Regions from separate parts of the Mus musculus genome. Here regions 1, 2 and 4 are each linked to region 3. Evidence: chromatin contacts called from public HiChIP or PLAC-seq data. All regions are on one chromosome and are shown on one strand. Each heading gives the region's core, a stretch centred on a gene start, on an enhancer-like site or on the middle of the called end of the contact. The rest is flanking DNA. Distances are from core to core; before and after follow the strand shown.

Region 1 (3,161 bases), core at 174-2,673, 480 kb before region 3:
GGAGGAAGATGGAGACATGGGCAATTCGTCGTCGTCCTCTGAGCATTTGGCTGAGGAGAGCGAAGAGCACTTGCAGCCTTGCGGTGCGCCCCCGCCGGCCCCCGCCCCAGCTCCGCCGCGGTGGTTACTGCCTTTGCCTTCTTTCTTGTGCTTCACCCGGCGGTTCTGAAACCAGATCTTCACCTGCTTCTCGGACAGGTTCAGATAGGTCGCGATCTCGATGCGCCGCAGGCGGGAGAGGTACATGTTGGAGGCGAACTCTCGCTCCAGCTCCAGGAGCTGTGTGCTGGTGAACGCCGTCCGCATCCTCTTGCTGCTGGGCAGCTGGTTCGAGCTGCTGTCTGGAGGGCGATGGGGGGGGGGGGGAGGGAGGGAAAGAGAGAGAGAGAGAGAGAGAGAGAGAGAGAGAGAGAGAGAGAGAGAGAGATCATCAAACCTCTGAGCCTTGGGCCTAATTTCCCGCTGAACTGAGGCTAGCCTCAACCTTGGAATCAGGCACACATCCCTTCCATCCTTCCATTCATCACTCCACAGGCGGGTGCCTCCTTGCCAAGTCACAGACTCCAATTCTCCTCGGAATCGGTTGTCCCTAACACCCCTTTAAGGAACATCTCAAAGCTGGCCTTAACCCCTTCCCCTTCGCCCCAGGATCTTTCTGGCTTCTCCCCGGTTCCTACGTCCGGTCCCAGTCTAGCACTGTGAGCGCCCCTCGAGTATCCTCACCGTCCCCCATAGCGCGCCGTTTCCCCATCCCTAGCTCACTCACTTCCCCCCACCCCGGGACCACCGCCCCCCAATTTCGCGCGGGGACCCCGCTTACCCACAGAGATGCAGTGAAACTGTCTGGGATCCGGCAGCGGGTAGGAGGTCTGGTAGAGTGCAGCAGCTGCTGCGGCCGCAGCCGGGCCGTGGGCGACTCCAGGGGACACGGAGTGCTGGCGGCCCAGGGGTGCGTGGCAGTACTGCGATCCGAAGGGAGGGAAGGACGCCTTGAGTAGCGGCAGTGCCGGCGGCCCGGGGGGCCCGTGCAGCTGCGAAGCGGTGACACAGAGGGGACACACGCACAGCAAGCCGGCCTTGCGCGCGTGGCAGGCGCCCGGCGAGAGGCCGTGGAGCGCGTGCGGCGGCGGGACCGCGTAGGGGAAGAGCGGTGGCGGGCTGCCCTCCGGAGCCTTCTTGTCGCTGGCTTCCCGCAGCACAAGGGAATCCACCAGGAAGGAGCGCGGCATGGCTCCGGCGCGCGGTCCACCTGCCGCCAGCCCGCCCCTGGAGCCCGAGGGAACTGCAGATCCTGTCGTAGCTTCCCCTGGCCGCGGCCACCCGCAGCTTCCCGGGCCCCGGAGGCTCCACGCGCGGCTCAAGCCCGGGCTGGAATCACCTTGGCTGCTGCTGCGGGCACCTCCCGGAGCGGGCGAGGTGCTGGCCAGCGCTAGTGGTGCTGAAAGACGCCGGCGGCGCCGCTTAAATAGGACTATTGCCATGTGATGGGCTACGCCAGGAGCGGCCGGGGCCTCTCAATAGGGTTTTTGTGCCCTTTCTCTTGGCATTCACTCTGCACGCTTCCTCATTATTTCACTTGTTAACTAAATGAACTGCATAATGTACTCTATTCTTGTCAACCCCACCCACGCCGTAACAGGCGCACTCGCCCCCCTCCTCTTCCCTTTTCGGGTTTATTTTCTCATTCTCCCGCGATTTAATATTCTTTTCTTTCTCTTTATTTCTTACTTTCCTTTGGCTTTGCGCTGGCGATCGGTCCATTTATCTTATTGATTTCCGCACCCGTGCTGCCTCGCTTGCACAGATCCCCGTGGGCGCACACCCATCTCCTCTGCCCACTTGATCCTGGTCCCTTTCTTTCTGTTACTTCTTCCTTGCTCGTTCCCCCCACCCCAGTTCCACCAAGTGTATCGCTTTCGCTTAGTTCTCGAAGCTCAGCTCTGCATCCTATGAAGCATCCTAATGGGCGGCCACCATTCCCACCTGTGGAGTCTCTTCTCTCGCACTATTTGGAGACAGAAAAACAAGGTTTCTGAGTGCGCCTCAGAGGATGAGAGAAAGGCTCCCTAGTCCTCATTGGAGACTAACCTCATCTCTGTCCGTGTTTTCTCAGAAAATCAAAGGCTCCCAATTTTGGTGTTGCCTGTGACTCCTCATCTTTGTTCGGTGGACCCTTGGCCAACCAGCTCTTCCCTTCAACAACAGGGCCGTGTATGTAAAGAAATAGCAACAAAACAAGTACGCGGGTGGGTAGTCTTTGAAAATACGGACAGATACATAGCAAGGGGAGTGAGAGCCGAATTCGTGGGTATGAAGCTTTCCCACCCCACCAAACGTGGTGAGTGTGGATGGTGTAGACTCTCACAGACGTTGCGCGCGCACTCTCCACTCGCACACACTCCACTAGACACGCCGGTGCACTCGAAAGCGTTGCTTCCCACGGCTGGAGAGAAAGGAAGAGCACTCTTCTGTCTTTCCCAGTTTCTGTTGCCCTTTGCTTCCTCCTACCGTCGCCGCACTCTTTTTTTTCTTTCTTTCTGGTAACACAATGGTTAAACAACTTCAAATGCCACGCTCTGTGTACACAGCTTCAGTTTTTTAAAAAAATCATCCCGGGATTCAGAGCTGTCTCTGTCCCTGTGCGTTTAACATACAATGAGAAATTAGCATAAAAGATTTCGAATTTACTACTTTCGATTTTACAAATCGCCACAGTCACCTGCTCTGAACCGTGAACGGAATCGTGAGACCAAGAAAGGGGAGCTTTACGGAGGGGGTGGATGAATCAGTGCAAGGCCGCCCAAACCCGAGGCCTCTGTATGGGTTTGCAGTGTTCATGACATCCGAGCCGCCACAAACAACTGGTTAAAAAAATCAAAGATGATTTGTTATGGGAGAGGGTGTGTGTGAGAGCAACTGCCTCGACAATGGGAGGGTCGCCATAGGGGGAGCTAACCTGCGTGGAGGGCGTGCCATCTCGCCATCTAGCAAGAGTGAGGGCTCAGTGGTCCCCTGGTGCTTGGCATGCGGTGCCCCCAAGCTATGGTCTCGGCCCCAAAGCTCCCGCAAACCAGCCGGTACGCATCAATGCAGCCTAATTCCCGTTCTAATTGCTCTCTGGGAAATTTGGGCTGGGCTGGGTGGCGGGAGAGCTGAGACTA
Region 2 (3,247 bases), core at 458-2,957, 480 kb after region 3:
GACTTGTAACACAATCATGGAACTTTTAACCAATCTGCCTTGTAGAGTGTTTAACATGTCCCTGGAGGGGAGGGGGGAACGTCTGTTCACAAGTCCCACTTCCAGTATTAAAAAGAAATGGAAGGGACTTCAAGGTAAGGTGAGAGATGAGAGGGCTGGCTTGATGTGTGCCTCTGAAAGACATAGTCAGAGTAAGAAAAAAAATAGACATCTCCCCATCTTAGTCAAAGTTTCTATTGTTGTAAAGAGACACCATGACCAAGGCAACTCTTGTAAAGGAAAGCATTTCATTGGGGCTGGCTTATAGTTGTAGAAGTTTAGTCCATTAGCATCATGGTGGGAAGCATAGCAGTGTGCAGGAGATAATGGTACTAGAGAAGGAGCTGAGAGCTCTACATCTTAATCCATACACAGACAGCAAGGAGGAGACTGAATATGTTTCACACTGGCTGTAGCTTGAGCATCTAAAACCTCAAAGCCTTGCCTCCACAGTGACACACTTCCTCTAACAAAGCCACACCTCCTAATAGTGCCACTCACTATGGCCAAGCATTCAAACACATGGATCTACGGGGACCATTCCTATTCAAACCACCACAATCCCAAATAGAGCTATACAAAGAAAGCTTTAGAGAATCATGAAGCAATTGGATACTAGAAAAAAAACAAAGTCAGGCTACACAGAGACATACACCCACCACTGTCTCCATCACATAGCTCCCTGATGAAGTTGGGGAAAGGAACTCCAACAATAACCTTACTTCCAGAAGGAAACTCAAAGGAAAGTCTTATCCTCAGAACAACAACATAAAAGGACATATAGACAGTTTGGATCAATATTCAAAGGGAGAGAAAATAATCACCAAGCAGGACACCCTAAATAAGACCCAACCCACTTTAAAGCCATTGGTCTCCCCAATTGGGGTCACTTTTCTACAGGAGAAATCTGTAACACTCTCCTATGTTTTAAATATTAAACAGATGGGGAGAGAGGAGGGGAATCCTCCTGATAGACAGTATCACCTTTTACTCTAGTAGTTTCATTGATGCTAAGGCTTGCTACATCATGGTAACAAAGCACCCAGCAAACATGGTAGCACATCCCTAAGAAGGGCAAGAAGCTCACCAGCTAAAGGCCTGCCTGGGCTATATGAGCCCCCGTCTCAAAACAAAACAAAGTCACTCAATAATGAAAGAAGGGAGGAAAGAGTTATGAATCACAGCAGTATGCGCGTATTAAACTGATTAAGCCATTTGGCTGATGGGGGTGTCAGGAAAGGGCCCTACCAGGACCACAAGAAATGGTTGGGTAAATCTGGTGTCATATAATGAAAAAAGAAATTAGACAAGGGATAGCGGGAGAGAAAGAACGTGAATGGTTAATATTGGGAGCTTCGAAGTGCTTTCTCATCACAAGCACTTGATATTTAGTTTCCTCATCCCAGTGAACTACACTAAGGGAAAATTTCAAACTGGGTAGTTAACCCGGGTAGTAATGAGCAACGAACAGCTTGACAGATGCGTTTTTCTCCAGACTTCGTCAAAGGACACTGAAATACGAGAAGAGGAGCTGGCATTTCCAAAGGGTGGAAAGGCGCCTCCGCCTTCGGTCCTGAAGCCGCCACGGGCTCTGAGTGCCTTGACCCGAGCCCGCGACAGCCGGACCTGCGCACAGCAGATGCGGAACTCGGGCGCCGCGGCTCGGCTTCCGGGGAGCGCCGTTTCCAGACGCACCGGCAGGGTCGCTGCAGACGGTGGCCAGTCTTAGTTCTCCGAGGCGGTGCGAGAAGGCCGGAGATCGGACGCTCCTCTCTTAGCTTTCTCTCCGCCAGGTCGACTCCGAGCAGCAACACAGACTCTGAGCTTCGCGCCTCAGGGGAAGATTAGAGGGCGTAGCGGCCTTCGAAGGCTCGGCCAAGAACCTTCCGCCCCCTCGCCGCCTCGGTGAGAACAACCGCGGGTCATCGCGCTGGAGGTGGGGTCGGGGGGAGGGGGCGTTGGGTACACGGGGCGGGGGAAGGGTCATTTGGTGAGTCTCACTACTACTTCCGGGAGACGCCTCGGAGAGGAGGACGTGCTAGGGGGCGGGGTTCCGAGGGGAGAGACACTTACCTCTTATCCGATTGGCTTATTGCTTGCTGGTTGAGCTTTGCTAGTTGCTGATTGGCCGGCCCCAAAGCCAAATCCAGGTCGCAGGGGAAGCGTTACTTGAGGCTAGATTGAGGTGAGATTGGTCGGGTTCCTGAGTCCAGTTCGTTTACTGGAGTAGGGACTTCATCTTAACCCTAGTCGGGGGCCTCGATTAACAGGATAAGGAAAAGAACCAGTAGCGGGATGGTGGGGGCGGTTGACAACGAAGTGAAGGCTTAGAACTAAACTAACTTCCTCACCTAACCCTAGCTACACCCAGATGGGAACGTGATACGGTACGAAGGCCTTTGAGAAAGGAGGAGGCGCAATCCTCGGAGCGGTGACAGTGTAGGAGGAGAGACCTTCTGGGAGGTTTTTTTTTTTTTTTTGTTATCTAATTGTATGAGTCTCTAATTACCTAGATGATGGTATAACAGAACCTTCTGGAGAATTTAGCTCTGGCTTTGCAGAGGAGTCGGGAGACTACTGGGTGTTCCGGGACTTCAAAGAGGCAGTTTGCTGAATAATACAACTTTTGTTTTTATTCAGATGAGCAGCTCTCAAAAGAGGCACAAACATCAGAAGCATGGATACAGTCTCATCTGTTAGAAGAATGTTCAAAGGAAAATAAGGTATTCATTTTGCCTTACTTATGCTTAGTTAATCCAAGAATATTGCCTTGGAGGAGAAGATCTCTGGTTTTTTAATATTTTAAAGAACTTGACTTTTTTTGTCATTAGATTTCCACTTATTAAACATCTGTTTCAAAAATCAAGTTTCTAAGCTGGGCGTGGTGGTGCACGCCTTTAATCCCAGCACTTGGGAGGCAGAAGCAGGCGGATTTCTGAGTTCGAGGCCAGCCTGGTCTACAGAGTGTGTTCCAGGACAGCCAGGGATATACAGAGAAACCCTGTCTCGAAACACCCCCCCCACCCAAAAAAAAAAAACCAAGTTTCTGCTGTGACCACCAAAAATGCACTTTGCTAATAGTTACTGATTGCAGTGCAAATGGAAATCCTTTACTTTTTGATATTATTAATTAAATTAACATCTGAGTGAATCTTGCTCCCCCCAAGGGGTCTCATATGTGTGTGTGTGTGTGTGTGTGTGTGCGCGC
Region 3 (3,528 bases), core at 481-2,980:
GAGCCTCATATAAACAAGATGCCCCCAGCAGAGGAGCTTTAGGGGTGGCGGAAGGGTCATATCATCTGTGTGCCAGGATCATAGACAAGATTAAGTGCTGATTTGAGTGGGAGAACGGGGCATCATTTATATGGTGGGGGAGGGGTGGGTATGTGAGGGTGGGGTACGGTAAGGGTTAGAGGGGCCAAACAGTGAGACTAGTCAGACTCCTGGCAATTCTTGGGAGGCAGACGGATTGTGAATTTTGGGTCAGCCTGGACTACATAGCAAGACCTTATGTAGTAATATAATAATAATAATAATAATAATAATAATAATAATAATAATAGCAACAACAACAACTCATCAATGAAACACTATACACAGCCAATACACAAAGATATCAAAGACATAATGTTGAATGATAAAAAGCCAGAGACTTAAGGGTACCCTGGCTGTGAATACGTTTATTTAACTTCTAAAACCAGATACCACAAATCTACAGCGCTAGACGTTCAGATAATACTTCTGTCGGAGCAAAAGGCTGAGGGGATTGACTGACTGAGTGTGGGAAGGGGATGGGGACACCAGGACACAGGAACGCTCTTCACCAACGATTGTCTGGCTGCTGCATGCACAAACATGTACACACACAACATTCTGTTAGAATGTGTGCATCTTACTATCCACATGACACCAATTTAGAAAGAAAGAAAGAAAGAAAGAAAGAAAGAAAGAAAGAAAGAGAGGGGGGAGGGAGGGAGAGAGAGAGAGAGAGAGAGAGACCATCCTTTTTAGCCACTGAGTAATATCACTGACTGGTTGTCTGCTGGTAGCATGGAACAAAGCCATAGGACAGATTCACCCAGGTACTCAATCAGCCCTTGGGCCTGGGTCAATGGGAGTGGCTATCTGCACATCTCATTTTAGCCCTAGATTTAAAAATTAATTACGTTTGTTTGTCTCCTAGGCACCACTCTTTAAAACAGTAACAATGTGGGCCAGAGAGATGGCTCAGTGGTTAAAAACACTGGCTGTTTTCACAGAGGATCTGGGTTGGGTTTCTGGCTCTCAGTTGGCACACAACCATATTAATCTCCAGATCCAGGGGGAATCTGATGCCCTCTTCTGGCCTCCTTGGGTACTGCATGCATGTGTTGCGCATAGCCACATACAGGCAAACATTCATACACGTAAAATAACCATCCCTTCATCGTACACATAAAATTGTACACATAAAACCACCCCTTCATCATACACATAATATAAAAATAATGATAAAAATCATTTTTAAAATTACAGCAATCTTTGTCCCAGCTGCCATGTGGCCCCTTTCCTAGTTTGGGGAAGGGGGCCTTCAGATTCCTTGAGAAATTCTCATTGCCCTGTGACTCTCTTACTTATGGTAGAAGTGGGGCCAGCCAGACCCTGCTGTCGTTAGCATCAGGTTGAATGGAGACGGAACGGAGCTCTGAGAGAGCTAGCTCCAGGAATGATCAATTCTCAGACATCCACTTTCCAGGAAGTGGAAGGCCTCTGGTCTGCCACGGGGCTGTGCTGGCTTGAGGGCCACTCGGGCTAAGCTGGGTATGGAAGATACTGATTACAAAGCCATTTGTAACCCGTGGTTGGGTAATATAACCATCCCTTCCTCAGCGTGCTGGCCACAGTTCTCTGCCAGGCCAGGAGTTATGGGTTTTTTATTGGTGCTACAGGGGTGATATTTGAGCAGCCTTAGCGCTTAGTCATTTCTGGTTATCAGTGAACTGTAATGTTTCAAACTGCCGGGGGGATGGTCAGAGATAAACTTGGGCCAGCTGCAGACTGAGTGGCGCCTGTGACTGGCTTCACGTGTGTTGTGGATACTCTTTCTATACATCTCTTTCCTCTTTCTCCTCCTCCTCCTCTACCCTTTCCTCCCCTCCTCCCCTTCTCCTTCTCCCCCTCCTCCTTCTCTACCACCAGCACCACCAACTCCCCCCTTCTTTTTAATAAGTTGTGGGATGATACATCATTTTTTTTAACCTAGACATATGTATAATGAAAAAAAAAACCCTCAGATGCAAAGGTGAGAGATGGTCCTATTGACAGCTGTTTCCTTCTTTGCTTTTCCTTCTCTCTTGCTTCTCAGTCATTTGGCCTAGAACAAGTGGATTTGGGGGACAGAATTGACCAGAAAAAAAAATTTTTAAGGCAGTCAGTTCAGGGCTGGAACAGGGCATGTCTCTTCAGATTTCTGAGCTCAAGGCCAGCCTGGTCTACAGAGTGAGTTCCAGGACAGCCAAGGATACACAGAGAAACCCTGTCTTGAAGCCCGCCACCCCCCCCCCCAAAAAAAAGAGAACCAAATAGACTTTGTAGCCACATCAGTCTCCTAGGTACATCACAAGGGCTGCAGGTACAGATGTTACATCGTATCCAAACAAGATGATCTCTGAGGTCCTCTAACTGCCCCGGGAAGCACACTGAAACGTCTCCAGGGGAATCTGCAGGGTAGCTCATGTTTGTGTCAGTTTGATCTCTAGCGAAGGGCATCTGGATCCTTCCTCGAGAAAACCGAGAAAACCATGGTGTGGCAGGTGAGGACCCTGAATGTCTTTAACGGCAGCACTTGAGAGGCAGAGGCAGGAGGATCTCTTTGAGTTTGAGTGCATCCTGCTCTACGTAGCATGTCCCAGACTATCAGGGGGTTACACAGTGAGACTCCCAAAGTCTTCCCCTTGACCTGCAGAGGTCTCTTATTTTATTTCAATGGTGTCTCTCACTTATGTACCTAGTAGTGCATTTGGTTGTAAGGGAGTGAGAAAAATTCCACTCTCTACAGTTAAAGGGGAAAGTCTGGCAGCTGCAAAGGGGGGAAGCAGGTCTCCAAGCAGGTCTCTGAACGTAGGGTACTGACAAGATCGTTGGACACTTTAAACCATTCATACCATTCCTGGGGCTTATGGGAACCCCTTAAACAGCACCTTTTCTCTTTGCCTTTACCCAAATAATATCTTAAAATAACCTCTGTTGCACCCCTAGTGCCAGGCTGAGTCTGAGTAGCCATCAAGGCAGACAGGCATCCAGCCATCAGGGATGGTGGTAAGCGGCTGGTTGGTGGGCTCACGTAATCACGAGACTCTCTTACCCCAGCAGTATCAGGCCGTTTCCTGGTGATATTTTTGACTTTTGGGGGATCTGTTGGAAGACTGGATTCACAGCTGTCTTCCATGTACTGTGCAAGACCTTAGTACTGGGAAACTTTTGGGTGCTGTCCTTTTGTTTAAGATGGTGGAAAGAAGCAACTCTGACCTCAGGTCATCCCAGATGTGCGATCTGACCAGGGTTCAAAACCGGCTGTGGGACTGGGGAGGCGACTCAGTCAAGAAAGTGTTTGCTATAAAAGTATGGGGGCCTGGGTTCGATCCCCAGTAGCCTAAGTAAAAGCTAGATGTGGGTGGATTCAGTTCCTGCAATCCCAGAGCTGGGTGGGGCAGAGACAGGAGGATGCCAGGAACTTGATCACCTGCTTTTCTAGCTGGGTGGGTGAGCTCCATGCTCAATAGG
Region 4 (3,393 bases), core at 310-2,809, 290 kb before region 3:
CTTGCTTTGTGTTGCAATGGCCCTGTCCACACATGACACTTCCTGTGCTTTTTCATGGCTGTACGCCAAAGGATGTACATTATCTCTTGTCACAAATCTCTTGTCACCCCCGTTATTATTTGGTACCTTTATTATCTGGGACAGATGTATTTAAACAATGTTGGGAGGCTGAAGCCACCGGTTTTGTGGATTAACAGGACCTGTGGCAAAGTAAAGATTTGGAACCAAAAGCAAAAATTCTAAACTCTAAGGGTTGTTGTTGTTTTAAATGAGAAATAAGCCTGCTGGCTGGAGAAGCTATGTTCACTTACAGAAATAGAATTAAACATAATACCTTTAGAGATGAAGTAGACCTGGGTTTGTAGAAAACATTAAACAACCCGACCAAACGCCGTGGACGTGGAGACAAGCGTCCGCTCCGATGGAAAAAGTGACTGTCAGCAACACGCCTGCACTGTCTTGGGCTCTCCTGTGAGTGTTTTACCTTGGCCGCAAATGAAAACATTTAAATTTCTTTAAAATTACATTTGACTTAATTACGCCCGGGGCCCCAATCCTGTGAAGCCCCCATTTTTGCCTGCTTTTCCAGTGGATGGAAGAGGCAGGCTCCTCGCCCCATAAAGACTTGTTTTTCTCCAGGACGCTCGCTATGTGCAGAATGTTAATAGCCGGCTGAGCATGAATAGCTCTGTGGCGCCACTTGAAATATAGAAAAATGGCCCGGACATTAAAAAAGATAAAAGCGAAAAGGGCAGTAATGAATTTAGAGGAAAATGAACATTAATGGCCCTGGCATTGCTTGTGTTCCCACATAGCGGATTATTGGAAATCTGTCAAGCACACCAAATTATCTACTCGTCGGCTGCTGCGGGGCCCTCTACAGCCATCCAAAACCAGCAAAAGCAAGACAATTTAAGCTAATTTTACTATTTATAACAATAGAACAGGCCATTAAGATAAATTAATGTCATTATCAAGTTTCTATGAAAATGACAAATGCCACTCTCTGGAGCAACTTAGGGACTGTTGACGATAATGAAACCCACCGCACAGGTACTAAAGACAGACACTCCACGTAATTATATTCTAGTAGTCTGTTTGTTTCCTGGCCATTCATTTGCTTTCCCCACAATTAGTTCTGTACACAATATGTCAGTAACTAAACAGTCAACACCAGGCAGCATTAGGACTAATTGGGCCATTAGGATGTAGTTTCCAGCCTTTCTTCTTCCTAAAGGGGGCTGGGAGTAAACAGAGCCCAGGCACAATGGTGGGGATCGTCTTCATTTAGGAAGATACAAACAGGGTAATCAGCCAGGCAGGTGAAGGGCCCTGCACAGAATTCCCCCGAATCTGGGATGCTCACAAACTCCGCAGTGAGCTCTCCTGCTCTCTCCCCTCCATCCAGGGAGCTGTCACATCAGGATGACCCAGAACCAGCAGCGTGGGCTGGAACGGGGCCATCCAGAAGTGCCAAGAATTCCTGGGACCTGGCAGGCCTGCCAGTTGGGACAAGGCTGAGTCACTTAGGGTTTGGCCAGGGGAAAGCCCAGGTCTGCGGCAGGGCTGTGGTCTCTAGTCATTACCTTGGGGCCGAATTGTTGTGAGGTTATTCGGGGACTGTCAACAGCACAGATCGTCTTTCCCTAAATCAGAGGTCAGTGGGAAAGACTTGTCTCTGGCTAGCCAGTGAGAGGTTGGTTGAGCAAAGATGGCCACAGAATCACAGTACTGAGGCACGAGTGGCCGATGTGTGTCACGCCACACCCTGGAGCCGCGGCTGCCGTTGTAATCTAAGGGATGGGACTCAGGAGGCCTTTCCCAGTGCTGTGCAGCTGCCAGGACCACACTGCCTTCCAGGCTGGGGTATGTGAGAAACGGCCCACCTCACCTACCTTTGCTCTCAGTCTGTGACTCTCAGGAAATAGGAAGCATACAAATAAGAACCCCAAAGATCTCAGAGTAGCGAGGAGTTAGCATGACAGAGCTACCAATCAGAGGAAAACCAACCGAACAAGCGAAACTGAGCACAGCATACATAAGAGACTCCTGAAAGCCATGTCAGGTGAGACCCTGGAGTGGCAGCCACTGTATCACACCATCTCCCAGGGCTTAAAAATCCATCAGCAGAGGGGACCTTAGAGATGAGCTCTAAGGACACATCTGCAGATCACTGAGGAAACAAGATCCAAGGACCAGATAGTGAGGGGCTAGACTGCTCCTCAGAGGTAAAGGGGTGTCTGGGTGTGGGTGTGGGGGTGCGTGGGGGTGCGTGGGAGGTGCGTGGGGGTGTGTGGGGTGTGGGGGTGCGTGGGGGTGCGTGGGGGTGTGGGGGTGCGTGGGGGGTGCGTGGGGGGGTTGTGTGTGCTTGTGCAGACCTTCCTGCTTAGAGCTGAAGTCCCCACAGAAGACATAATGCTTTTTCTTTATATAGTAGGAGGCTTGGGGACATGGGGACTTGAAACCCAGGTTCGCTCCTGTTTCTAAGTTTCCTGGCCATGTGCCTATTTGACAGGGGTCATCCAGTTAGTAAATTTACGTATTGCTAGTGGTTTCTGAGCCAACTAGACAGGACAGTGATTATACACACCACCTGAAGAATGGCATTCACAGTCATCATTACTCTGAATGTTCAAAGCTCTCCAAATGATGACATGGATTGTTTCAGCTCCCCCAAGAAGTGGCCTCAGTTTATTGTATCAGTTTCCCCATGAGGAAGCCAAGTGACCCAAAAGCAGAAAGTCCAGGGAACAGTCTGGAAGATTCAGCTCACCACACTGTGTAGGAACACGAGGCAGTGACTCGGCTGTCATTGCATCCTGCAGAGTCTGAGGCCTGCCTGGGCCTTCCCTCCTGGCTATCCTGCAAGCCTTACGGTTGCCCAGCCTTGTGCTATGCTGAGACTTTGCCGGCTTTAGTTAGGACAGCAGGCGCTGAAGCTTAAATTCATAGCCATGCCCATGGGTACTACTGTTAATAGATACAGAGATGTGTTAGAATTCAGGGTGCCTGCCTGAGAGTCTCATTGCTGTGCTGCCCAGGGGATATTTCCCCACTGAGGCTCTTCTACCAGCAAGTTGAAGATGGCAGAATCCTGACCCCGTCACTCCCTGCCCCTCACCTCGGCCCAGTTTTTTTTTTTTTTTCAAATCTCAAGCCTCAGTTTTCCCATCCATGAAATGGGGTTGAACATTTTCTCCATCTGATCATTAAGACCGTCAGGACAAAATATTTCCACTCGCAGAGCCTCTCTGACCCTCTCTTGTTGATTTCGGTAGCTTCTAGTGCCTCACTAGCCGATTACTGACTGTGACAACCTCATTCTGCAAAAATCACACGAGCTTTTACAGATCTTTACGGGAAGGAAATAGGCTAATGCACTGTTTCCCCGAG

The links. HiChIP or PLAC-seq counts read pairs in DNA pulled down with a chosen protein or histone mark.
Region 1: a contact with region 3 is called in an HNF4G HiChIP or PLAC-seq map of pancreatic cancer cells. The contact joins the promoter of Gsx1 here to the promoter of 4930573C15Rik in region 3. A contact is called at or near these places in 11 of 39 promoter capture datasets (the 3T3-L1 cell line, cranial neural crest, embryonic stem cells and 4 more), 6 of 115 datasets of contacts at active chromatin or transcription factors (acute myeloid leukemia, embryonic forebrain, embryonic midbrain and 3 more) and 2 of 9 other capture datasets (embryonic stem cells and liver).
Region 2: a FOXA1 HiChIP or PLAC-seq map of pancreatic cancer cells shows a contact between it and region 3. The contact joins the promoter of Rnf6 here to the promoter of 4930573C15Rik in region 3. A contact is called at or near these places in 1 of 39 promoter capture datasets (erythroid cells), 1 of 484 Hi-C or Micro-C datasets (the G1E-ER4 cell line) and 1 of 115 datasets of contacts at active chromatin or transcription factors (pancreatic cancer cells).
Region 4: a contact with region 3 is called in a CTCF HiChIP or PLAC-seq map of the NIH/3T3 cell line, with 6 read pairs. The contact joins the enhancer-like site here to the promoter of 4930573C15Rik in region 3. A contact is called at or near these places in 1 of 15 datasets of contacts at CTCF or cohesin (the NIH/3T3 cell line), 14 of 484 Hi-C or Micro-C datasets (CD4 T cells, CD8 T cells, Th2 cells and 7 more), 2 of 115 datasets of contacts at active chromatin or transcription factors (large pre-B cells and pancreatic cancer cells) and 1 of 9 other capture datasets (embryonic stem cells).

The regions. Positions count from the first base shown.
Region 1 is chr5:147,186,958-147,190,118 of GRCm38.p6, reverse strand. It overlaps Gsx1 (GS homeobox 1), which reads right to left and starts at 1,423. Exons shown (of 2, transcript NM_008178.2): 1 at 821-1,423; 2 at 1-341. The coding sequence starts at 1,229.
Region 2 is chr5:146,219,917-146,223,163 of GRCm38.p6, reverse strand. It overlaps Rnf6 (ring finger protein (C3H2C3 type) 6), which reads left to right and starts at 1,707. Exons shown (of 5, transcript NM_028774.3): 1 at 1,707-1,944; 2 at 2,680-2,762.
Region 3 is chr5:146,702,039-146,705,566 of GRCm38.p6, reverse strand. It overlaps 4930573C15Rik (a long non-coding RNA gene), which reads right to left and starts at 1,730. Exons shown (of 2, transcript XR_868703.2): 1 at 1,380-1,730.
Region 4 is chr5:146,991,812-146,995,204 of GRCm38.p6, reverse strand. No RefSeq gene overlaps it. Among named protein-coding and RNA genes, the nearest start is that of Mtif3, 30 kb to the right of the region's middle. Within about 2 kb of position 1,559, at least 44 of the 459 cell types and tissues checked have an H3K27ac peak or open chromatin away from gene starts, as enhancers often do. A contact at or near this core is called in the NIH/3T3 cell line, embryonic fibroblasts and pancreatic cancer cells, where this site is marked.